2 separate regions of the Sus scrofa genome follow, and region 2 is linked to region 1. The links are chromatin contacts, called in public HiChIP or PLAC-seq maps. All regions are on one chromosome and are shown on one strand. Each heading gives the region's core, a stretch centred on a gene start, on an enhancer-like site or on the middle of the called end of the contact. The rest is flanking DNA. Distances are from core to core; before and after follow the strand shown. Region 1 overlaps RERE (arginine-glutamic acid dipeptide repeats protein). Region 2 overlaps RERE (arginine-glutamic acid dipeptide repeats protein).

Evidence for each region. HiChIP or PLAC-seq counts read pairs in DNA pulled down with a chosen protein or histone mark.
Region 2: an H3K27ac HiChIP or PLAC-seq map of skeletal muscle shows a contact between it and region 1. The contact joins two enhancer-like sites. A contact is called at or near these places in 3 of 47 Hi-C or Micro-C datasets (embryonic fibroblasts, fibroblasts and skeletal muscle) and 1 of 2 datasets of contacts at active chromatin or transcription factors (skeletal muscle).

What each region holds. Positions count from the first base shown.
Region 1 is chr6:69,134,716-69,137,415 of Sscrofa11.1, forward strand. All of the region lies in intron 4 of RERE (arginine-glutamic acid dipeptide repeats protein), which reads right to left. Among named protein-coding and RNA genes, the nearest start is that of RERE, 120 kb to the right of the region's middle. Within about 2 kb of position 1,401, at least 18 of the 83 cell types and tissues checked have an H3K27ac peak or open chromatin away from gene starts, as enhancers often do. A contact at or near this core is called in skeletal muscle, where this site is marked.
Region 2 is chr6:69,199,462-69,202,161 of Sscrofa11.1, forward strand. The region is part of intron 2 of RERE (arginine-glutamic acid dipeptide repeats protein); the gene reads right to left. Among named protein-coding and RNA genes, the nearest start is that of RERE, 58 kb to the right of the region's middle. Within about 2 kb of position 1,275, at least 4 of the 83 cell types and tissues checked have an H3K27ac peak or open chromatin away from gene starts, as enhancers often do. A contact at or near this core is called in skeletal muscle, where this site is marked.

The sequences.
Region 1 (2,700 bases), core at 151-2,650:
TGCTTTTAAAAAAAAGAAAGGAAGAAAATCAAAGAGCACATGACCAGGGCCACAGTTCATTTTAAAACAGATAATTTCTGACAAGCATATATCCCATCACATTCAAGCACTAATACAACTTATATAAATGTTAATATCATTTGAAGAAAAACCTTTTCTCCTTAAAATCCTTCATCCTCTATCCTTTTTCAGAAACGTTTTAATTTGGGGGTTTTGTTTTATTGTTTTAGTTTTGGTTCATCTGTTTGGGTTCTTTTCCCCCTAAATCTGCTTTACTGAGGATATAATTTACACACAGTAAAACTGTGTTTGACAAATGCGTTGTGTAACCACAACCACAATCAAGATGGGGAATATTCCATTACCACAAAAAGATTAACTTCCTTTTGAATTGATGCGTCCACTCTGCTGAAAAAGCTTTAGTGCCAGGGAACCTTAGAAAAATGTTCTACTCTCAATTCCTGCCTCCGTGTTAACACGCAGCGACGTTCGCATGGAGAAAAACAGCTCTGAGTCAGCTGTGGCCCTTCCTTCCCCCGGCTGAAGCTAAAGACCACGACGGAACACAGCCCCGTGTGCTTCCACATCGAATAATGAGCTCGTTCAAACTTTGCCACTGAGATTTTAAATCTTCCAAAATCCCAGAATATTATAGCAGTTACAGTTATAATAGCTATGGGAGTGAAAATTTTTTTGAATTAATTTTACACAGTACAATCTCCTCAAATCATGTAACCAGTTTTCAATGAGCTTCTACCAGGTCTCAGACCACTGTTCTGGAAAAGATACTGAGGATTCAGGAGAGAAGAAAGTCCCAGGGTTGGCAGAGCTAACAGCCCACGGAAGGACAAATCCTCTGCCAATCTCTCCGTCCTTCAGAAAGGAAAAGAGGTTAGGTGCTTACAAAAAAAGCCACTAGCCATGAAAATTGCCACTTAGTAATCATATAATCCTAGTAACATTTCTTCTACTTTATTCAGTCTCTCTGGATATTGTTTTCCTTAAAAATATCTGTCTTCTCAAAAAGTCCTGAGGGTGGCAAGAAAAAGCTACTATGAATGCCTGCTTCACACAGAGAAGGGGGCTGAAAACCCTGGTAAACCCATACCCCACTTGCTCCGTCCAGTGTGGCGTGGAGATGGGCACGCGCCATCAGCCTCCACACGGCGGCCCCTGAGCAGAGCTGGGCGTGGAGACCCGGAGCGGAGCGAGGCACCCCGTGCTCCAGGAAACCAGAGGGCAGCTCCTCAAAGAGCGAGCTATTTTCAGGGGCCCGATTCCTGCATCTCCTCATCTCTAGAAAAACACGAAAATCCTTCATGGTGACGTCTGCTCCTTGTGACTGGTAGTAACTCAGGTGGAAATTAAAGGAAGGCCTAAGAAAGAATAACCCCGCATGACTCACTGACCCAGTGGACCCGGACCTGCCGTCTCCACTGAATCGCACCTCCACAGGCGAAGCAACCAAGACCAGGAAGCGGCTGACTTTCCAAGGACAAACAAAGCTCAATTTTTATGCCATGATCTCGACTGCCACCCTGGACCTACAGAACGCAGCACATGACCCCAGCCTGATGCTCTCCCAGTGGCAGGGCGGAGGAGACTCTGTGAATCTCCTGCCCAGGGCTCCCGGCCACTCTGCTAGTCAATAAATCCTGCTTGAGATCTCACTGCTCTGCTCAACTGTCTGACTGTCCCAGGCGCCCTAACTGTAACCTTCATGAGACCAGCAAGAAACTTTGCCAACAGTGTGCCTGGCTGCACGCACCTCCTCTCATCTTAATAATTCCCCTGCCTCTCTGGGCAGTATTTCAGTCATCTGCGAAACACAGCCACCTCCAAGGGTGAGCCGGGGCGCCCAGAGGGCTGTGAAAACTCAGGATCCTGGCCCCAGTAGCGGAGGTGCACATCAAAGGAATGGTGTGGGGGAGCCCAGGCCTCTTTTGGTCCTGCTCCCTGTCCTTTGCTGCAAAAACTCCAAGACATCCTAGCTCCCACCTCACCTCCCCACAGTGGTTTTTCAGGGCTACCTGAGATGCTGTCTCCAGGACTTAAATCCTAATTTTGCCCCAAATAAACTTAACTCTCAACTTCAGGTTGTGCCTTTTTTTTTTTTTTTTTTTTTTTTAAGCCTACAACAGGAACAACACAGAAACCTCAGTCTCTATCTCATGAAAACTCTGGAAGGTTGTCTTTTATAGAATTTATTACGAAAAATGTCACGGGCACACAGGTATAAAAATAACACAACCAAGAACCAAACATGTTTTAAGAAATAAAGCATGACCAAACCTGAAGAAGCTTCTCCTTTTAGACAGGTCTTTCTTACTCCCCCAGAGGTAACCACTTTTTGGGGGGCGGGGAGAGGGGGGCCTGAGGCATGTAGAAGTTCCTGGGCCAGGAATCAGACACACATCGCAGCAGTAACCAGAGCCACAGCAGTGACAATGGACACCAGATTCTTAAAACTGACAGGCCCGCCACAAGGGAACAGAGTAACCACTGCCTTGAATTACTGGTGCTCGTTACCATGCAGTCCTTCACGCGGCTTTTTCCTGCAGTGTACGTGTAACTAAAACTCTATACGGTACTGTTTCACGGTTTTTACACTTTACATAAATGATACCATCATCTGATTTCCTCTGCAGTCTGCTCTGCCTTCTCAGCATTGTGCTTGTGTGACTCACCTAGGCCCTAGTT
Region 2 (2,700 bases), core at 25-2,524, 65 kb after region 1:
AAGACCAATCATAATTCAAAAACCCCTTTTTAGTGACTGTTAAAATTTGTCTGGGAGTTCCTGCTGTGGCTCAGCATGTTATGAACCCAACTAGTATCCATGAGGATGTGGGTTTGATCCGTGGCCTCACTCAGTGGGTTAAGAATCCGGCATTGCCAGGAGCTGCAGTGTAAGTCCAATGTGGCTCGGATCTGGTGCCGCTGTGGTGTAGGCCAGCAGCTATAGCTCCAATTCGACCCCTGGCCTGGGAACTTCCATATGCCACAGGTGTGGCCCTAAAATATGTGTGAGTATGTGTATGTGTGTGTGTGTGTACGGGTGAGTGTATAGTCTGATTTATAAAAGGGATAAGATTTGAGCCAAAAGGGATAAGTTGAGCCATGTCTTTTAATTTGTAACTTTAACAAACTGAATACCAATTTTTCAAACCAATGTAAATTTTCTAGATAGTCTTTTCTATGCATAAATATCAGCCTGAGGACCCTTCCCAACAAAGTCCTTACATCAACCACTCTGTACATGTGTTTACTGCCCAACTCCTAAAGGAGGCACAGCTGAGACATTCAAGACAGGCCACTCGAGAAACAGAGGGTAAACACTCGGGCATGTACTCGCCAGCCGTGCCAACTTGGGGAATGAATAACAAATCGCCTAGAATGTGTCAGAGACTTTTCTGGGTACATTGATAAGCTAACAGGGAAAAACACCCCTGTCCTTCTGGAGTGGACCAGCAAGGAAAAGACACAAGAGAAATAAATGGGAATGGCCGTATTTAAACCAGGTGCAAAACACCAAGGGATAAGAGACGCTGTAATTCTACCCCCTCTATCACACACCTCTTGCCTAGAAAAAGCTGCTTATGAACCAGCACAACCCGCACATTCCGCTGACGTAGTCCCTCTACTTACCTATCATATGCATAGCAAGCCCAACTATTTCTAAATGTCCATGTGCTATTCTAGTTCTCCCTGGATCTAGTGCCACAGTGTAAGTCTCCTGATGAAGCAGTATCCGCTGAGCACGTGTGGTTTTTCAGGCCATCTCCCATCCACTCCCCACCAAACAGCTCCCTAATTTCCCTGAAGGAAATGACTGCAGCCCCACCACGTGCAGTTGGCGGGGGGGGGGGGGCACACATCAAGAGCTCTGTCTTTTTTCATCCAAGACACAGACATGCAATTCAAGTATCACCAAGTGAATTGACTCTTCTGAGACTGTGACTTGAGCTGGAAGACAGCAAGACAGGAAAAGGCCAAAGGGTGACTATTCAGGTACCAGCACCCAGAGGGAGTCTGAGGAGTTTCTGCTGGCCCCAAACTGGAACCGCCCTCTGAGGCAGGACTGCACCCATTCTGTGAGTTACTCTATCAGCAAATTATTTTTGTGTGTGATGTAGCCAATGGTTCCCAGCTGACATTTGAAAAACTTTAACAAAATATGTTCACATGTATTGGATCACATAAACTATGTATTTTCCCTTCAGCTGCAAGGTAAGGTTTCAAATCCAGTAATCAACATTAGCCTAAATAGTCTGCAAAAACTTCTCCCCACTCAGCATACCCCCCTCAACTATTATGCATTTGCCTTTTTAGCAATGGGGGTGGGGGGGGGCGCGCACACATCCAAGAAATGCAGAAGTTCCTGGACCAGGGATTGAAATCACCCCACAGCAGTAACCAGAGCCACAGCAGTGACAATGCAAGATCCTTAACCTGGTGAGCCACAGGGAACTCCAACAATCAGGTGAGATAGATATATCTCTCTCTCTCAAGTGAAACATATACGAGTATGTATATATGTGCTATATGTGTATGTACACATGTATATACATACACATGCATACATGTGTGTGCATGTATGATGTGTATCAAGTATATTATATATATATATATCTCAAGTGAGTGATGGATAAACAATTTCTGGAAGCAGGCAAAATATAATTTAGGAGTAGAAGAAAGAAAAAGCAAATTATTCCATTTGCATTTTCTAAGGAATAGGCCTATCCAATTTTCATTCGACACAAGTGTGTTTATTATTTTAACTATCTTCAGCAGTTTTGCATGTATCCACCCACTCTTGGCTTTTTACCCAATTCTCCCAAGCCTGTGCCATCTTACAAACTGGCTGCATGGCCTCCGTTTCCCCATATGTATAACAGGGAAACGGTGACTCGTGGGTAGAGACAATTAGGACTGGAAAGTCTGTCTGGATTCAGGTACACAGGTCGCTCTGCAATGAGGCTCTTGAGAAGATCCAAATCTTTCCCAATCGACTGGCAGGAATTTAATTCTACAGCCATCTCTATTCTTCCTGAGAGACATACGCTGTGTTTCATACCAAAACCTCCTGCCATGAAAGAGTATCTCCTTCTCTCCCTTTTTTGGATCTGCCTAAATGCTGGTCTGCTGTAAACAAGTGACAGGTGTGCTGGGATGCGGGTTCCCAAGGTGGAGCTCTTGTTTTCTATTTGTGCATTAACCTGAAAGAGAGTGGGAAGCAGTGATCTAGATCAGTGAGTCTCAAGCTTTAATGGGTATTTAAATCACCTAGGAATCTTTTTTTGTTTGTTTGCTTTTTTAGGGCTGCATTCACAGCATGGCTGCCAGCCTCCGCCACAGCAATGCTGGATCCAAGTTGCATCTGCAACCTATACCACAGCTCACAGCAACACCGGATCCCCGACCAAATGAGCAAGGCCAG